Linked DNA regions of Gossypium raimondii: region 2 is linked to region 1. A link is a contact called in public Hi-C data. All regions are on one chromosome and are shown on one strand. The core of a region is the stretch at or near the end of the contact, and the rest is flanking DNA. Distances in the headings are between cores, read along the strand shown.

What was found. A called contact is a pair of places that touch in the nucleus more often than the background predicts.
Region 2: a contact with region 1 is called in a Hi-C map of leaf, with 3 times the contacts expected there. The contact joins the promoter of LOC105804150 here to the promoter of LOC105804155 in region 1. A contact is called at or near these places in 2 of 2 Hi-C or Micro-C datasets (both in leaf).

The regions. Positions count from the first base shown.
Region 1 is chr11:33,631,320-33,634,920 of ASM2569854v1, forward strand. It overlaps LOC105804155, which reads left to right and starts at 1,740. Exons shown (of 23, transcript XM_052624126.1): 1 at 1,740-1,897; 2 at 2,455-2,537; 3 at 2,736-3,245. The coding sequence starts at 2,490.
Region 2 is chr11:33,772,199-33,776,225 of ASM2569854v1, forward strand. It overlaps LOC105804150, which reads left to right and starts at 1,741. Exons shown (of 6, transcript XR_008190930.1): 1 at 1,741-2,133; 2 at 2,211-2,326; 3 at 2,408-2,513; 4 at 2,610-2,663; 5 at 3,525-4,016.

The DNA of each region.
Region 1 (3,601 bases), core at 490-2,989:
AAATGGTAGTTCAGCCATTAAAGTAAAACAATAAATAAATATCAAAGGATTGATCTTTTTTAGACTAAAATTCCCAACTGTCATTAAATTGATAAACTTAAATTTAAGAAAATAATTTTAATGGTATTTACATTTTTAAATAAAAGTAGGGACTAAATTTGTAATAAACAAAGAGTACAAAACTTAATGTCATTACTTTAAATTTTTATTCGCTTTTCTATACGTTTCACTACTTTTTAGTAATTTAATTATAGGTAAATTATCTAGTTGGTCACCCAATTTTTAGGATACTTTCATTTTGGTCACTCAAAATGAAATTCTTGCAAATTGGTCACTCAATTTTTAGGGTGCTTTCATTTTAGTCACCCAAGTGTTAAATCTCTAACAACGGTTAGCTATTTACGCCACATCATGTTTTCATTTTCTTTTTAGTCACCTAACTTTTAGGTTATTTTCATTTTGATCACCCAAAAAATATATTTTTAATTATTGATTGGAATAAAAATTTAAGGATTAAAGTGAAAAGCGGTAGAAACTAAATTAATACACAAAATTGTCAAATTGTACTTGTTTATCCTATTATCGAAAATGCTAAATTTGGGTTTTGAAATATAAATTTTAAATATTAAGATTCAAAATTATAGTAGTAAATCGGTTGACATTATCAATTGATAAAAAATTCAACAATTTTATTTAATTTATTTTGATGTTTTGAAATTGTGTTCAAAAACATCAATGAAAATTATTGACTTTAATAGTTGTACGTGAAAGCCAAATTTATTTTGATTATATGATCTTGAATCTTTCATGCTAAGCTAAAAGTAAAGAAAAATCCTTATAATTAATTAAATTAATAAATTTTATCTTCCATTCCAAACAAAACTCATAATTTCTTCATAAATGAAGAACAAACGATTAATTTAACTAATTACAAGTAATTTTTCCCTTTACTTTTAGCTTAGCATGGAAGATTCGAGACTATATAATAATAAAAATTTTGTAGATAATTATTAAATATGAATTATTTGAGTTGGCTTCATTAAGAATAATCTAGAAACATAAAATAAAATTTTAAAATTTAAAAGTAGATTAAATTAATTAATTTTAATATTATAATAACAAATTGGTTGAGATTACCAATGGATAAAAAATTTAATAATTTATTTAATTTCTTTTAATACTTTGAAATTTAAAATTTTAATATTAAAACAAATTTTAGGATTTCAGCAATGGGTAAATAAATACAATTTGACAAATTTTGAATATTATTTTAGTTTCTATTGCTTTTCCATTTTAACAATTCATTTTTTTTATTTTTGGAAGACCAAAATGGAAGTGTAAACACGATGTAACATGTACATTACATCACCTTTAGAGCTTTAATGCTTGGGTGACCAAAATGAAACTATCCTAACAATTAGGTGCCCAATTAGGTAGTTTACCCTTTAATTATATATCTTCGTGATTAAGTCTTAAATAAGCACGGAAAATCAGGGGAATAATAGCTGGGGAGGTGGGGGTGGGTCCCCTCTGCCCTAAAGTAACCCATCTTGTCCTCTGTGTGCAACTAAACCAGGCTCCAAAAAGAAACTATTAAAATATATCCAGCCGTTATAATGAGGCGCGCGTTCACTTGCCACGTCAGCTTCACGTTAACTTTACGACTCTCCGTTAGTTCTATGTTTCCGTCTTAATGTTCGTTTAATCTCTCCTAAATTTCGCTTCCATCTTCAACCATTTATTCTTCTTATTAATTGAAGACATAAAAGGAAAAATATAATACATGAATTTTTCTAAAGCTAAGAAGACTTTTTGCTTGAACTGTTGAACTAGACCCATTTTGTGTTTTGCTCTCACTCTCACTCCAATTCTCACTCTTTTTTCACAATCACTTTGTGTGAGTAGTTTCTCCATCTCTACTTTCTCTTTGTTACTAAACTTGATCAAAAGTCAAGGTTTTTTTCTTCCCCTTTGGGCGGCGGAGGGATTTTATTGAGTTTTAGTGATACCCTTCTGCTGGTTTGATCATTGAAGCTAATGAGATTTCAGTAATTGGTTTCTTTGTTACTACTCTGATCAGTGCTTGGCATGTGAAGTTGAATTGAATTCTCATCATCTTTATTTTCTCTGTTTGGTTTCTCGGAATCCTTTTAAGGAAAATAATAAAATAAAAGAATGTCGGTGCTGGAAACTTGTACTTTTCCATCTTTTTCATATAGATTTTCTTTGCCATTCATCTAAAAAACAATCGATCATATTAATGATTTGGTTTTGCTATATTTTGACATTTTTTGGTAAAGTTTTGGACTTTATTTTTTTTCACACTGCTTGATTAGAAAGACAGACAAGGAAAGAAACATGATCAGAATTCCCCAGTTTCTTTTATTAATGATTTAGTTTGCTAGTGTTGCTCTTTTGCTTGTGTGTTAATTTGGGTGTTAAACTCTCTCTCAGGGGTTGGATTTTAGGTCAAGTGGAAGAACTATACAATGTTCACCCAAGGCCTTGACAAGGATGCGTTCAGATGGGTTCGTGCGGTGAGTCATTTCAGTTGTTTATCCCTATAATTTCATACATTTATGCATTTGTATAGGTATTTGCTGCAAACATTTGTTTATTTAAATATATAGATATTTCATTGATTCGTGATGTTAATGTTTGAAGTAGTTTTTACTTATATAGTGTAGCCTGAGGTGTTGGCCGAGTCTGATCTTATTGTTTTAAACTTGTATTAGGGAGGTGCTGCCAAGAACAGAGATTTTTTCGGTGTGACCATGGCAGCAAAACAAGCACTTGATCCTATTACCAGTTTAAGAAATGCTGGATTACCTCCTTCTGCAAAATTTCGTAATGGACATTTATCCCAAAATATAATACCTGTTAATGGCAATGATGATGGTTCAGAATCAGACATGGACATCTCATCTGATTCTGAAGAGCATGTCCATGACGGGCAGTACTCGTTCATTTCATCTCCACAAGATGATAAGGTGCATAATGTTGCAGCTGCTTCGATGCAGAAATCAGAGGCTCATGGTCATTATGGACCTCAGCTGAAACTAGGAAATGGTGCTCAGAGACCAGCTCAGGTCTGTGGTGGGAAGGCGGACACTGTAGATAAGCAATTTTCAGATTCTGCCTGTAGCACTGAAGTTTCGTATATGCAGTATAGAAGCAACAATGGTGGTGCACCTCCTGGGGAAGCATATAATTCAGATAGTTATTCTTCTACAGTTACTTCTAGGGTAGGCATTGAAATAGCATCTAAATAGTTTTGCATCTTTAAGTTAACTTCTGGATACAAAACCTTTACTTACCTCACTAAGAATTTTGCTTTTACTCAAGCACTTTCTCCTTTAATGTTATTTCCTTTGGTAATTTGTTATTATTTTATTAAGTTGCTTTGATTGTGCCCCCTTAAGCTTTAAAGTAGAAAACTGGGCACTTGGCAACTCTTTTTGGTCATGTTTATACAAATTTAAGATGGTAGCTTTTTTTATGTGCAAAGTACATTGGGTGATATCTCCATTGTCAATTGGTGGGCTACCAGGGTTTCACATCCTAAAATGTTTCCTTTTTAACTTTCTAATGGTTTGACCGG
Region 2 (4,027 bases), core at 491-2,990, 140 kb after region 1:
AAAGGGTGATTACAATACTTCATCGTAGTCTCTATTTATAGGCATAAGAAGTATAAAAGAAATAGAGATCTAATTCTAATAGCTATTAGAATTTAAAATACATTAAAACTTTATCTTGATCATAATGGACATCCACTTAATAAGATATTCATAACAATATTTACTTATTCGTAATTTATTATTCTTCCGATTTTGTGTACAAAGTTTAAAAATCTCATATTTCTAATTATTTATTATCATAACTTAAATTATAAATATTTGCTTCAACTTAATTTGTAATTTTCATGAGCTTGAAACAAAACCCAATGTCACTACATAAAGTTTGGACAGGTGTTTAAAGAGATCCATTTGGGATTGTTTCTAGCTATAGATTATAAATTTAATAAAGTTAACTTTTCGTGTACCAAACAAATATTTCTTTTAACAGATAAATTTATATATCCCATCAAAATATCAAAACAAGTTAAATTTTAAAAACAAAACGTAATAAAGGTATTAAATATCAAATTAATACATATTATAGGTGTTAGGGCCCCCTGTATCTCTTGCATCGGCAAGTTCATTGCAAACAGGGTAACGATTACAAGTGCCTTTAACATTCTTGGGTGTTGAACTCACAGTAAAAAGTTTAAAACCCTATCCTTTGTTGTCTATGTGTTTTTGTAGCATTTTAATATTTAAACCAATTTCCACACTCATATGTGTCAACGTTGTTTTAAAATCCTACAAAACTAAATCTTATACCATCTTTAAAGAAAATCTCGAAAATTTAAATAAATATTGACATCTATATATGTCAATGTCTGTTTAGAAACCCTTACCTGACTCAATCTTTAAACAATATTTTTAAATAGGAGGTGAAAATCTCGAAAATTTAAAGTGATCTTATCATTCATGGATGTCAAGATCCTTCTAAAAATTCTAACGTATAGATAGCTTATCCCACTTGTTTATTTGCACAAAAATCTAAAAATTTATCTTATATAAATATATATATATATATATATATTCTATACTAACCCAAGAAATTCAAAATCCTTATAAATGTTATAATGGTCGCCTCCTTATTTCAATTAGATTAAGGACATGTCGTTGGTAGCACTATGAACAGCTTACAAACTCTTTAATTTGAGATATTCAAAGCTTCGAAATGTGATTGAGAAGAAATTTGTTGATCTAAAAAAATATTTCCGCTATTAACATCACCTTATTATAATATAAAAAAAAGGTTGTATAGTACTAACATATTGCTTATTTCATAACTTCAATCATAAGTGGAATTGAGATGATACATGTACTTCGAAAAGTACATGAAAAAAGAAGATCTTGATAATATTAATGATGTAGATTAAAATTGATGATGATTAACTTGATCAATGACCAACAAATGATAATAAGGAACATATATTAAATATTAAAGAGCGAATAACCCAACAAATATACACTAGAATAATTAGATAAAATTGTATTAATTTTTATTACATTCAAATTAATTGTTATTAATTGTTTATTAAATTTATTAGTGTAATATTTTAAAATAAAAACTCGCTTAATAGTAATGTAATTAAATAGAATTAAGTTAGTAATGAATTCGAATTTAACAAAATAATATTAAGAGTTAGATTTAAATTTTGAAATTTGAAAAATAGAGGAATTAAATTTTGAAAAATAAAAATATAAAGATTAAATTTTAATAAAAAAATAGTAAAATGGGTGTTGCAACGTCTCGTTTAAATACGAGTGGACTACCTTTTGAAACGGCTGCCGGAGTACGAAAAAGGCTTGTTTGTCACTGATTTTATTGAAACGAAAAGAACCAAAAACAAGCAAATGCCAGTTGTAATAACAACACCTGGCTATCGCTACTGCCACAAGGTCAACCACTGCCTCTCCGCCTCAATTTCCGCCCTCTCCACCGTCAAAAAACCAATGGTCACTACCGCCAGCAGCTCCGGCACCCCCAGCAACGCAGGCGCCTTCACCACCATTAAAGAAACAGTAACATTCGAAAAAGAAATAAAAAAGAGCAAATTCATCGCCATCGCTGGTCCCATCTCTAACGAGCAGTCCGCTCACTCTTTCCTCAACCAAGTCAAGGATCCGCGTGCCACTCACAATTGTTGGGCTTACAAGGTAATCTAATATGACACCACGCTTTTCTATCATCTCATTCATCTTACCTCATAATTGACCTATCAAAAGTTTAATAGGTTGGGGATCAGTATCGGTCGAATGATGACGGCGAACCTTCTGGAACGGCGGGGAAGCCGATTCATTCTGCAATTGTTTCTTCAGGTTTAGACAGAATCATGGTGGTCGTTATTAGGTATATTTATTTACTTTTGACATATATTGCCATGATCAAAATTGAAGGGACAAATAACATGAATCTTCAAATAAATTTCAGGTATTTTGGGGGAATTAAATTGGGAACGGGAGGACTTGTTAGGGCTTATGGTGGAGTGGCCTCGGAATGCTTGAGAAATGCTCCAACTTGTCTTGTAAAATCTAAAGTAAGAATGGAAATAATCTATGTATGACAATTTTAATTTTTAAATTTTATGATTTTAATATTTGGAAATGTTGATATTTGATTGGAATTTTTGAAGGTTCCAATGGGAGTGGAGGTTCCTTTCGATCTTTTGGGAGTTCTATACCATCAAGTGAGCAATTTTTTCCCTGTTTAAATTAGTCCTTCTAAATGCCAAGTAAATTGATATTTTATGGTTAGTGTTTAGTGTCTGTTAGTTGTTTGCATATAATGTTTACAAATAAAAAGTAGAAAAATTTCATGCTTCTTTTATATAAATTTCTCTTAATGTGGTTTCTCATCCAATTATTGGCTTATCGCCGTCAGAATGTGTTGGATATGTAATTTAGTTTCTGATCCGATTAGTATGATTGGAATGTGTGTGGTTGTAGTTTCTCATCTGATTATCACCATTAGGATGTGTATGAATAATGATTGTAACATCCTTGGATGCCGCTTGCTTGTTTCTCTAGCGACATGTCCCTTTAGTAACAAGTCAATTTTTTCATGTCTATTTGTAAGTGTTAGTTTCAGTTCATCTGAGTCATATTGTGACCTCGAATGAATCATTTTCTGGAACCAGCATGTTACAAAGTAGGTTGTAAACTAAGGATTACAGATGCTGTGATTTGGATCCCAGATTATGTGAATACCACCTCTTAAGGGTAATAGCATGAACCAACCGAGTTAAACTCTGGGTTCAAAAGAATGGTATCTCTTAATTAGGGATAAGATGATTTTAAACTATTTATTTAACTTTTGGGGATCAAAACAAGCTATATAATTTTCTCTCCCATTTTATGCCTTCTTTTTATTTGCTCTCAACTTTATATTTATATTTGGTTTTAGTTATGTAGAGGTGATAACTAATTAAAATTGGTGTATGTAAGTTGCATTGTTGAAATTCTTCTAATATTTTGTTACTCTCGTTGTCTTTGCCCTAGAAAGGGGACCTTCAAAATGTATCACATGGTAACCTTGTTCTTTGCTGCAGTTACAATCTTTCGAAGTTGAGGACATCAAACAGGATTATGATACAGGCAAAGATGGGACCACCATGGTTTCCTTCAAGGTTGAATTCGATCAATCTGAGAAACTAGAAGAGGCTATCAAAGCCAACTGTAGTAGAGAACTCGTATTTTATAAGCATTGAAACTGACTTCACACTTCACCGAAAAGATAGATCCTGTCTACAAAATTTCCCAGCTTTGGTTCAACCGATTTAAGATTGGTATGTGCTGCAAATCTCCTTTCGGAAAATGCATTTGTTCGTTGCCTCACATATCATACATAGTTTTCAAGTTATTGATGGTGACAATAATATCATGGGAACCCTTGTTTTATAGACTTGATTACTAAGTTTTAGTTTACATAGTGAGCTATTCATTTTTCGTAGAAATGCAACCATGAAATTGAGTAGGGGAAGCATAAAGTTTTATGTGAAGGGAGGCAGGGTGAAAGAAATAACTTTTTGGGACCAAAATAGGTCTGTATATC